Linked DNA regions of Mus musculus: region 1 is linked to region 2. Evidence: chromatin contacts called from public Hi-C data. All regions are on one chromosome and are shown on one strand. The core of a region is the stretch at or near the end of the contact, and the rest is flanking DNA. Distances in the headings are between cores, read along the strand shown.

Region 1 (5,928 bases), core at 186-2,685, 260 kb before region 2:
TGACTCATGCCTTGACTTTGCTGCCTTGGTAGGCCCTCTGGATGTGAGTGATGGCATGTGTAGCCACCTGAGGCCGTGTTGAAGCCCCTGGTCCATGAAGCAGCTGAGGACCATGTGGGTCAATGGTCCTGATGCAGCTAGGAGATATGTTGATGTCTGTGCTTGTGTTACCACTGAAGTGTTCGTGGGCTGTGCTGAGTTGGACCTGCCCCTCCCTAGGCAAGGCTCTCTTTAGGGTACAGGTAGAGAATAACTCATCTTCCCTTGAAGGGGCTCGACACTCTAAGTGACCATGCTCCAATGAGTACATGGACAACATAAAAATGGACTTTTCCCCTCCTTTCTTTTTTTTGGGGGGGGCGGGACTCTTGGGGAAGGGGTGAACATGGGAGGACTGGGAGGTGAGCATGATGGGGTTCATGATGTGAGATTCCAAAATAATTAATCAAAAGACAAAAGAAAGGATTGGAAAATTAAAAAAAAAATCTTCCTTATATGTGGCTTCAGAAAACTATCAACAAAGCCCTCTCTTACGTGTTCATTTTTGTCTCTGGCTTCTGTTCTTTTAACTTTTTCTCATTTGGTGGAGTCTCCAGAATATTCACAGTCGTGGCGCTATCTCCAGACGTTTTGTAGTTTCACTCCTCTCATAAAACATGGCACTCAGAAGTGACTGGAACTCATTTGTTCACGTTCTTTTGTATGTAAATCTATACATGGTTTGTTCAATGCCTGCAAGATCAGATTCAGTCTCAGACAGTTGGGCAAGATCAATGTAATAGTAAAATCATCTTACACATCCATACACACATAATTATAAGCTGGGGTACTTATATAAAGAAGCATGGAACGGTGGGGGTGGGTGGGTGGGTGGGGAGGGCTTCTCTCCTGCTAAAGCCTTGAAGAAGGCTGGTGCCTGCCCCTAGGGAGACAGACACAGAGACTCATAGGCCCTGGAGTGGATTTGGGGTGGTAAGTCCTGGGCCCACACAGTCCTTTTGGACCATTCATTCCAAGAAGAATTTCAGGTACTTTCAGATTGGGTGGACAGTAGTCAGACTCAAAAAGAGGAAGAAAGGAAGAGAGAGAGAGAGAGAGGGAGAGAGAGAGAGAGAGAGAGAGAGAGAGAGAGGTCTTAGGAAGGGCTCAATTCCTTAGGTACAGTTGGTTCTGGGGAATGTCTAAACAGACCTTATATTTTATTTAATTGTTTCCAAAATTGAATTCAAGAGTTATCCCTCAGGACAGGCTACAGTCCCCGGTCATATCTTCCCTGGAATGCCAGAGTAGATCAAGGGTGGCGCAGTTGTCTTTCTGGCTGTGCCACAGAGCTCTGGTATTGACTCTGGATTTGTGAGTTGTAGAGGTTTGTATGGCTCCGCCTGCTACCAGTGATGTAATGGAGGCTCTGGGCTCAGAGCACCTGACAGTCACAGTGAGATACTGCTTTATCAAGATCTAGACTCCTTCCCTTGGCTCATAGAAAGACAAGGAGCTACCAAGTATCTACTTGTGTTGCTGTTCTTGTTAACTTCATCATTGTTGTTGTTATTACTGTTCACTGACCATTCCATTCATTGCAAAAAATCTGAAGTGGAGTTATGAGGCAGCCAACTGCCCTGGGGCCAGGGTAACTCACCTCAAGGTCAGAAATAGCTCAAGGGCACTGTAAAGGGTCTTGATGAGCAAGGTGTGTCCTGTGTGACAGACCTTGTGCCAGTGGCAAGGTTCTGATCTTCTATAGCATGGAGCAGATTGGAGTGAGAAAGCTGAATGACATTAGTTATCCAAATTTAGTAGAGTTTTACTCTCCCTCCATCTCTATGGTGGGTCCAGGAGTAAAAGGGTGCCCTTGATGTTTACTGCTGCTCCAGGTACCTGGGAGCTAGGCTCAAAGAGATGGAGATTTAAGCCAAAAAATAACAAACACAAAAACCCTGAAAGAGAACACAAGACACCCCATACCCAGCAGTTCTTTTTTGAGTTAACCATATGGAGAGGCTTGGCTGCCCCTCTGTCTGGTTGCAGTGGTTCTCAACCTTCCTTACACTGCTACCCTTTAGTACAGTTCCTCATGTTGTGATGACCACCAACTATAAAATTATTTTTTGTTTCTACCTCAGTTGATGAGCTTACAGCACTTCCTACAGGAAGCACCTCGAACTAAGCACCCTGGTGTGAAAACCAACGTGGACCAATCTGTAGGTTTGGAAATTATCATGTAAAAACACGTTACCTTGAGGTTTTGAGAAGAGGGAAGTGACTGCTGGGAGTGATGGCACATACTTTTAGCCCCAGGACTGGGAGACAGAAGCAGGTGGATCTCTGTGAGTTTGAGTCCAGTTTGGTTTACAGAACAAATTCCAGAGAAACCCTGTCTCAAAACAAACAACAAACAAACAAACACTAAAAAACTAAAACTGTAAATGTGGTTATAAACTTTTCACAGTCAGGTACTAGTAGACAAAAACAAAAAACTAAATAAATTGTTATGTTCACGTCGCGGGGACCCCAAAACCATAGAGGATCCAATTCTAATGCAAACTCACAAGGGTCTTTATTATGAGCTTGTGAGCAAGGACTCCCCCCTTCCCCCAGGTCCCCATCTCAGTGGGTCAGAAGTGAGAGCCTCAAGTCTAGGGGTGTGGGTATTTATTGTGGTTACAGAAAGCTTGGGGACTTTCCATATGGGTCAGCAAGTTAATATTTTATAAACTGAATTTCTGGCATAATCTTCATGAACCAAACACGGGGGCAGAACTACCTGTCAAACAGGATGGCTAGGGTATCTATTTTCTGCAGGGTGTCTTGGATTATCTGTATGTACCTTGATCCTGCTGTTGTAGCCTGACTGGCTGTTGTTGCTAAGGGGGGTGGGGTGGGGTGGGGGTAGCCATAGGATGTTTGCTCAAGTGGACTTTGTGGTTTTCTTTCTGAAATTGGAGTTTAGCCCTTAGTTAGGCCTCACACAAAATGGATTTTCTTCTCAAAAATAGAGTTGGCTGGGCTTTACAAATGAGATTTAAAATTGATTATTTTGTAAATAAGAAAAAAAGACTGCTTCAAATATATCTTTTAAGCAGGGATAAAACACAGCCTTTCAGGTGCTTCTAACCACTTCCTAAACTGTAGACCTGTAGGAGAAAAACTCTCAAGTGTACATGAAAGATCAGAAGGTCAGGGAATGAAAATGGGCACAGTAAAGAAACCCAAATAGCTGCTCCCTGAGTGAAAAAGGAAAAGCTTATCCCAAACTGTCAAGACTGGGGAAAGATTTTCAGGGTTAAATGGGACTGGGGAAAAGGGAGCTTGTGAGCAGGGACTGAGAGAGCTTAGAAGCTACCATTGCCTTGACAAATTAACAGCCACAATAGACACCTGTTAATGGAAGGGTCACAAATTCCTCTTGCCAGAGATAAGGAGAGTGATACCCTTTTTAGCAAGCAGGCACTTCCTTCAAACCCCTGAGGGAGTTGGGGGCTTTTGTCTAAATTTGGGGACCTTGGGAAAAGGAATTTCTTGAGGGAACAGACATCCCAAGCTTTTGTTGATGATAAAGGGGTTGTATATTCTCTTCGGTATCTACTTCCTTCTGAACTGGGATGAAATTGTCAAGGTCCAGGAAGACTGGAATGTTGTTGGTCAAGGGGCTGGGAAAGTAGGGGTTCAGGCAATAGACAGAAATATCTGGCTTTTCACTCATTGCCAGGTTCTGTGGTCTATCTACAGGCTGCTTTGAAGTACTTTGGAATGCTGCTCAACAGGCTCAGGCTGGTAGGCGAGGGTAGGTAGGAGGCCCTGGGGAAGTTCAGTCAGAAGCACCTGGCTTGCTGAACACCAGGGAATTTTGCCAGGGTTGATTCCTGGATTATATCTGTTAGCTGCTGAGATAGCTCTTTACCCCCAACCATCAACTTTGTAACTTTTGAGACTCTCTTGCAAAAACTAACCCTGTCTCCCATGCTACACAGGAGTCTGAAATGGAACTAGAAAACCAAACTGCTCAGGCATACCCAGTTAATATTAACCCCAGTCAAAATAGACCCACTTAAATGGTATCCACTGCAAGTCTTAGCCTTAAAAGAACTCAGGCAGGAAGTGAAGGAAGACAGCACCCACGCACCCTGGACAAAATCTCTCCTACAGAGCCATATTGCCAACTTAAACACCACCCCCACCCCCAAGATTGGAGAGATATTTGTCGTTCTTCCCTCCCTGGCCCCATGTTTTTGGAATGGGAAGCCTTATTTCGAGATGAATGCTGTCAACAAGTCAGGTAAAACCAGGGCAGAGGCGACACCCCATGGGGTTTTAATGAACTCTTTGGCCAGGAAGCACAACAGGCTACTCAGCCAGCAGGGTACTATGAGCAGGTCCCCCTCTGTGCAACCCAAGCTTGGGATCGGCTCATTCCACCCTCAGGGTCACAAGACCTCACCTCTTCCCTACTCTTCCTCCATCAAAAGCCTGGAGAACCCCTATCTAATTTTATTCTCAGAACTAAAATGAGCCTAGAAAGAAAAATTCGCAACCCCATAGCCAGAGATCGTTTTCTTAAAACCATTGTATGGGAAGGTATGACTTCTTAATCCAGACTAGCTTGCCAGGGTCTCTGGGAGGAACTTCATGATAGGTGGATTGTAGTACCCGAGATATAGGAACCATGCCACACCAGATTACATTCATGGCTCAGGCATTTGTAGCAGCAGTAAAAACAGAAGGAGTCTGCTTCAAATGTGGGGAGGCTGGACATTGGAGGGATGAATGCTCACAAAACCCTGTCCCCCTAAGAGATTCTAATCCCCCTAAGACAATCTGTCCCCACTGCAGAAAAGGTTTCCACTGGAAGAGATACCATACCATTGTATATGATAAGGATGGTAAGCCACTGGAACCTTTAAGCTCCAGATGGGACAGCCCTCAGCCCTGACAGTAAGAGGGACAACTGCTCCCATAGAAGCCTTATGGGTGTCCAGCATCTCAGAAGGCGCCCATCCAAAATTAACCACTAAAGTAGACAATAAACCATTCAAGTGCCTTATTGATCCTGGAGCAGATGGTCAATCTTAAGACAGCAAGAGATCGCATGTGACTGGCAACCGATCCCTGGGTCCCAGCTCATAGGCATAGGGGGTACCTCTCACACATTCATCACTAAACAGGCTTACAAGTGGAAATACCTGGATGAGGCTACCAGCTTTATATACCCCCTGGTGGCTCAAGTAGCCCTTGACTGGTGGGGCTGCCAGACAACACCCACCAAGACCACCAAGGTTTCTGAGAAGGATAAGTGTCACTGAAGTTAGCAGCAAGTATAGACCAAGTAGCTCCCGAGTCTATTAAAAATGACAGACTTTCCAGCTATCTGGACAGTCATTCTAGATTGCTCCGTGGTAGTCTTGATTTCCTTGGGGGCAGAGGTCTCAGGGCCACATCGGTCTTTAGCTACCAAGCCCAGACTTTCCTGTGGGAGAGGAAATTGGGGGACATGTCCAGATTGTCTAGGCAAATTGGGGCAATCACCTTTCCGGTGTCCTGCTTGTCTGTAGTAGTTTGGACAGGACCCTGGTGGCGGTTGGGGTGAAGGGCAGTTTTTCACCCAGTTTTGCCACATTTAAAGCAAGCTCCAGGTGGAGTTCTATGCCCATCTAAGGACTGCTGCCAAAAGCTTGCACGTCTGAATCACAGGTAGCTTTTTGCATCTTTTCCTGTTCATCTTTTCCACTAAACACCTTAAATGCCATATTTAAGAGATATCTCTGTGGAGTTCAAAGGCTGTCATCCTGCTTTTTAACTTTCTTTCTAAAATCAGGAGTTAACTGGAAGAGGAAGTGAGAGATGAGGACAAGCATGCCCTCTTAGAAGTTGCAAAATAGGTGGGATTCCAGGAAGAGAACATACGTATAACAAGTTAGTTATAACAGCTTT
Region 2 (5,909 bases), core at 1,060-3,559:
ATGTGCTCCTTTCTTGCAGCTGATGGGGACTAGAGCTCAGGAGATCTTTATCAGAGATCTGTGTGTTCTTTCATGTGTGTGTGTGTGTGTGTGTGTGTGTGTGTGTGTGTGTTGGATGTGTTAGAGTGTAGACTGGAGTCTGGGTATTGCAGACAGGTATCTGTATTTAGTTCCTTCTTGTCTTTTGTGCCTAGACACATGATATGCACTCACTGATAAGTGGATATTAGCCCAGAAACTTAGAATACCCAAGATACAATTTGCAAAACACATAAAAATCAAGAAGAAGGAAGACCAAAGTGTGGATACTTCGTTCCTCCTTAGAATGAGGAACAAAATACCCATGGAGGGAGTTACAGAGACAAAGTTTGGAGCTGAGACAGAAGGAAGGAAGGACCTTCCAGAGACTGCCCCACCCAGGGATCCATACCATAATCAACCAACAAACCCAGACACTATTGCATATGCCAGAAAAATTTTGCTGACATGACCCTGATATAGCTGTCTTGTGTGAGGCTATGCCAGTGCCTGGCAAATACAGAAGTGGATGCTCACAGTCATCTATTGGATGGAACACAGGGCCCCCAATGGAGAAGCTAGAGAAAATACCCAAGGAGCTGAAGGGGCCTGCAACCCTATAGGAGGAACAACAATATGAACTAACCAGTACCCCCAGAGCTCATGTCTCTAGTTGCATATGTAGCAGAAGATGACCTAGTCAGCCATCATTGGGAAGAGGCCCCTTGGTCTTGCAAAGATTATATGCCTCAGTACAGGGAACTGCCAGGGACAGAAAGTGGGAGTGGGTGGGTTGGGGAGCAGGGCAGGGGGAGTGTATAGGGGACTTTTGGGATAGCATTTGAAATGTAAACGAAGGAAATAACTAATAAAAATTGTTAAAAAGAAAGGAAAATGAAAAGAAAAACGAAGAGAAGAGGAGAGGAAAGGAAAGGAGAGAAATGAAAAGGAAAAGAAAGAAAAGGAAAGAAAAGAAGAGAAGAGAAAAGAAAAGCAAGGAAAAGAAAAGGAAAGAAAAAAAGAGAAAAAAAGAAAAAAAAGAAAGAAAGAAAAGATCCTGCCAGGCTGCTTGCCTGGTGAAGAGTGGCGCCACCTGCCGCTTGTATGTGGGATCTGCTTTTTCACACAAGGGCTTGTGGGTCTATCTCAAAGTGGCACAGAGTCTTCCTGGGTATGTGACTCTAGCAAATCAGTTCTTATTTGTCTTTCGTTGCACACTGGGTCTATAATTCTTTGTAGTGTCATCATTCTTACTTCCTTCGTCTGCTTGTGTGTATTAGTTTACCATCACCATGCTCCCACCTTCAGTAAACTATTAAGACTTCAAAAATTATCTACTCTAAACCATCCCCAGCAGTCCCCAAACACCCTGGTCCCTCTTGTCCCCAAGATTTCCTACTTCCATCTCTATTGTGTCTGTTGTATCTGTCTCCCTCCAGTGGAGGATCAGGGAGTCAGCACCATTTGTCTCTGATTCCTAAGATGACTCTAAGGCCTAAGAATATATGAAGTATTCAGTACTGTTATGAGAAAGAGCTAGTGGGAGTCTGCTGAAAGCATCCTATACCCTCATAGGCACAGTTTATACAAGTAGAAAATGTGGTCATCCAATGGCAACCATCTAAAGGATGATTGCATTTGCAAAGTTCTGCCATTAATTATTTCTTGATGCTGGCAACTCAGTAGCATCTCTTTTAAAAACTTTCATAGATGTCAAGACTCACACAAAACTCCAGATGTTGAAGTCTTGACTTTCACACAGATCAACTGTATGCATTTTGAGTTTTGCTAACATAGGCTCACCTTGTCTTTCCCTTTTATTGAAAATAATATACCCTGATTACAGATTCCCTTCCCTCTATTCCTCCTAGTTTCTGCCCCTCTCCCCTCTCATCTGGACCCACTCCTTTCCTGTCTCTCATCAGAAAACAAACAGAATCATAAGGGATAATAATAAAACAAAATACAACAATATGAAAAAAACCTAACACATTGGAATTGGACAAAACAAGCAGAAGAAAAAGAGCACCCAAGATAAAGCACACAAAACGCATTCTGGAATCCCCTAAAAAAGCTGGAAGACATAATATATGTAAAGGAACCTATAGGGTAAAAAGAGAGAAGAAAAAAATAATTAAAATACAATAAAAACAATAAACACAGTGAGGCATCTTAGTAATAGAGGATACAGAGTCTGAACTGGTGCCTGCCTGGAGCTTCACCACTAAGTTCTAGTCTCTTTAGTGTGGGAAGGTACTCTGCAGGCTGTCAAAAGAGAAACCTGGACACCAGCCCAGCCACAAAACGTTTGACCTACAATCCTTCCTGTCTTCAAGATGTACTGGGGCAATGGTAGAGAACTTATGGGAGTGGCCAACCAACGTGTGGTCTAACTTGAAGCCCACTCCACAATAGGAATCTTATGCCTCACCCTGCTAGGATGGCCAGGAACCAAATACAACTGAAGGAAAAAAAAATCAATGATGTGATTCCTAGTGATATTCTGCTATACTTATAGAGTGGTGCCTTGTCCAGACATCTTCAAAAAGGCTTCTTCCAGCAGCAGGTGGGAGCACGTACAGAGACCTGTAACCCCACATTTTGCAGAGACTCTAAATTGAGAATCTTTACTGAGTCTCTTAGAACTCAAGGAATCCCATGGAAGAGGGAGAGGAATCAAAGCAGATGAAGGACACCAGGAGAACATGGCCAAGTGAATCAACTAATCAGGGCTCTTATGGGGTCACAGAAGCATCAGGCCTGCAAGGGTCTGCACCACCTCCTCTGGGTATAGGTTGTGGCTGTTACTTTGCTGTTTCTTTGGGACTCCTAGCAGCGGAGTAGGTGTGTCTCCATCTCTTTTGCCAGATCTTGGGACTCTTCTTTTATTGGTCTATCATTCCCTGGCTCTATGAGAGGTTTGCTTTGTCTTATTGTATGTTGTTTCATTGTGTTTGGGTGTTGTCTCTTGGAGGCTTGCTCCTATCTGAAGGGAAATAGAGGGGGAGTAAATCTTGGGGAGCAAGGAGGTGTGGGAGGAACTGGGAGGAGATAGAGAGGAAACTGTGGTCAGGATGTATTGTATGAAAGAAGAATCTATTTTTGATAAACAAAAAAAAAAAGTTAAGATAAAAATCTTAAAAACAGCAAGGCAAATCCCTGATATGGCATTCTGCGACAAGGAACCTCCAAAGATGCCGCTGAGTGATTTTTCCCTTGGCCATCTATTGCTGGGCATTCAGCCTACCCTTGAGAGTAGTTTGTTTCCCCAGTTAGACTCCCTTGGAGAAAACGAAATTTCCATTTGCCAGTGGTTATTAATTGGAAATTGCTTGTTGTTTAGGGATGGGGTCATGTGTCCATTTCTCCTTTCAGCTTTAAGACTCAATCTGATACAGACCTGACCAAGCCCTGTGTGTTCTGCCTTAGTCTCTGTGAGTTCATTTGTGCTTTGATCAAGTCGATTTTAGAGGCTCTTGTTTTCTTGATGCCCTCCATCTCATCTGACTCTCTCACTCCTTCCACTGCTCATTCTCTTCATAAGGCCTGGCTATTGGTCTCTGTATCTGTTCTCATCCGCTGTAGAAGGAAAGTTTTCTGATGGTGACTGAGCAAGAGAATGTCATTAGGAGCCTTTTTTTTTTTTTTTTTTTTTTTTTTTTTTTTTTAAAGAAAAGTAGTATTTGGCTTTCTTCTAGGTCCCTAAGCTATCCAGTCTCAGGTTCGTGGTCACCTAGACAGTGTCAGGTACGGCATCTCATGGAGTGGGCCTTAATTCAAATTAGGTATCTATTGGTTACTCCCACAAGTGTAGTGCTGCCATTGCACCAGAATATATTGCAGGCAGAATATCATCATAAGTAAAAAGATTTGTGGCTGGATTGGTGTTTCTCCTTTGGTAGCATGCAGAGTAACTTTCGTTGCAAAGATGCTAGCACATAGGAGTGAGGGCTCTTTGTAGGCAACAGCTTGACTTCTTCATGTTCAATAAGCTATATAGATGCCGTCTTTCACAATGGGTTCTTGCCATCAGTTTGTAGAGAGCAACCCACGATCTTGGCAACAACTTTGGCCAACAACTCAATTAGATGTAATCCAATCCTTATACTGGAAGCTTCATTTGGTGATAAGAGATGGACATTTGAGACCTATCTCCACCATTATTTGGCAATTTCATTTAGATTGCCTTCATATAAATATATATTTTAGGAAGATTTTACTGTATTAGGCATCCAGACTACTTACTCCTCAAATGACCCTTAATTTTAGTTATCATTCCCTGTATTTCTTCCCTAGACTCCTCTTCCCTCATCCTCTCTACTTTCATGATCATGGTCTTTCTAAATGGCTGAGTAATACTCCATTTTACAATGCCATACCAACCCCAGTAGAATCTGTGTTACAAGTTCCACAGACTGAGGCAAAAATTTCAAAAGAAGGAGGCCTCCTGGAACCGGTTGTGGAACTCTTGGCTGGAACAAAATATTGAGCCATAGTTCCCATGGCAATTTATCTGTTTTATCTTTTTTTTTTTATTATTCATTTTCTTATGTATGAGATGTTCCCGATAGCCTAGGTTAAGATCTTAAATGAGAAGAGTGGGTAAGAAACCATCCCTTGAGATGGGGTCACTAACCATGACCTAATCTCTGGGGAAACCAGAGCTTCACTTTATAAATTATGTATAAGATAGTATTGATAAGTAATAACTTTACCAACAATAAAATTTTATGTGGCTGCACAGGTGTTATCAGAAGTAGGCTTTGGTAAATTGTTTAAGAAAGGCTTAAATAAAAAGAATTAAAATAGTTTAAATTTATGCTTTGAAGATATACAGAAAATCAGGTATTAGATGTTAAAAATTGCTGATCATAAAAGTTATTAAATTGTTTTTGGAACTTTGCCACTCGCCTTAGATGCTTTTTGTATTTTACTGTGCCAAATGATTATAATATATTCGTTTTACCTGACTGCTTCACTAAACACACTTTTTTAGAAGTTGAATACTTGGATGATTTTGTATTTTACTGTGCCAAATGACTATAGTAATTTCCTTTTTATTTGACTGCTTCACTGAACATATCTTTTCAGAGTTGTAATACTTGTTTCTTTATGCATAAAAACCCTATTTGAGAACTGCAAAATACACTCAGATTCAGACTCCCTCTGTATTTATTTCTGTTTGCCACCGCCAAATCCTTACCCACCTATCCTTCGAGGACCCTCATTCCAGGGATCCCCATACCTGACGGGTGGTCCGTGGCAGTACACATGTATCACATTTTATTTATCCATTCTTTTGCTGGGAAACAACTAGGCTGTCTATAACTTTTGACAGTTTTGAAGAAAGAAGGCGTGAACATGGTTGAGCACACCTACCTCTGTGGGAGGATGAAGTGTTAGGTGTACGTCCAAAAGTGCTCTAGCTGGATCTTTAGGTTGGTCAATTCCCATCTTCCTGAGAAACTGCCACACTGATTTCCAGACTCACCGTACAACTTTGCACTCCCACCAGTGTGATACTCAGTGGATAAATATCCCCTTACTCCACATCCCTGCCAGCATAAATTGTCATGTCACTTCTTACCTATTCTTACTGGTGTAAGATGAAATATCAAAGTAGTTTTCATTTGCATTTCCCTGTTGACTAAGATTGTACCTCAGCCATTTGTAGTTCATTTACACTTCATCTTTTGAGAACTGTTATGTCTATATCCCATTTTATTGGGTCATTTTTTTTCTTTTTTTATTGGGTATTTATTTCATTTACATTTCCAATGCTATCCCAAAAGTCCCCCACACGCTCCCCCACCCACCACTCCCACTTCTTGGCCCTGGTGTTCCCCTGTACCGGGGCATATAAAGTTTGCAAGACCAATGGGCCTCTCTTT

Evidence for each region. Hi-C and Micro-C count contacts between places; a contact is called where the count stands out from the background.
Region 1: a contact with region 2 is called in a Hi-C map of the MNK3 cell line, with 6 times the contacts expected there. The contact joins two enhancer-like sites. A contact is called at or near these places in 3 of 15 datasets of contacts at CTCF or cohesin (embryonic stem cells and stem cell-derived epiblast-like cells), 55 of 484 Hi-C or Micro-C datasets (the C2C12 cell line, the G1E-ER4 cell line, the MNK3 cell line and 18 more), 7 of 115 datasets of contacts at active chromatin or transcription factors (embryonic stem cells, kidney and stem cell-derived neural progenitor cells) and 1 of 9 other capture datasets (embryonic stem cells).

The regions. Positions count from the first base shown.
Region 1 is chr3:93,365,283-93,371,210 of GRCm38.p6, reverse strand. No RefSeq gene overlaps it. Among named protein-coding and RNA genes, the nearest start is that of Rptn, 25 kb to the left of the region's middle. Within about 2 kb of position 1,435, at least 11 of the 459 cell types and tissues checked have an H3K27ac peak or open chromatin away from gene starts, as enhancers often do. A contact at or near this core is called in the MNK3 cell line, where this site is marked.
Region 2 is chr3:93,107,066-93,112,974 of GRCm38.p6, reverse strand. All of the region lies in intron 2 of Gm35785 (a long non-coding RNA gene), which reads left to right. Among named protein-coding and RNA genes, the nearest start is that of Gm35785, 18 kb to the left of the region's middle. Within about 2 kb of position 2,309, at least 2 of the 459 cell types and tissues checked have an H3K27ac peak or open chromatin away from gene starts, as enhancers often do. A contact at or near this core is called in the MNK3 cell line, where this site is marked.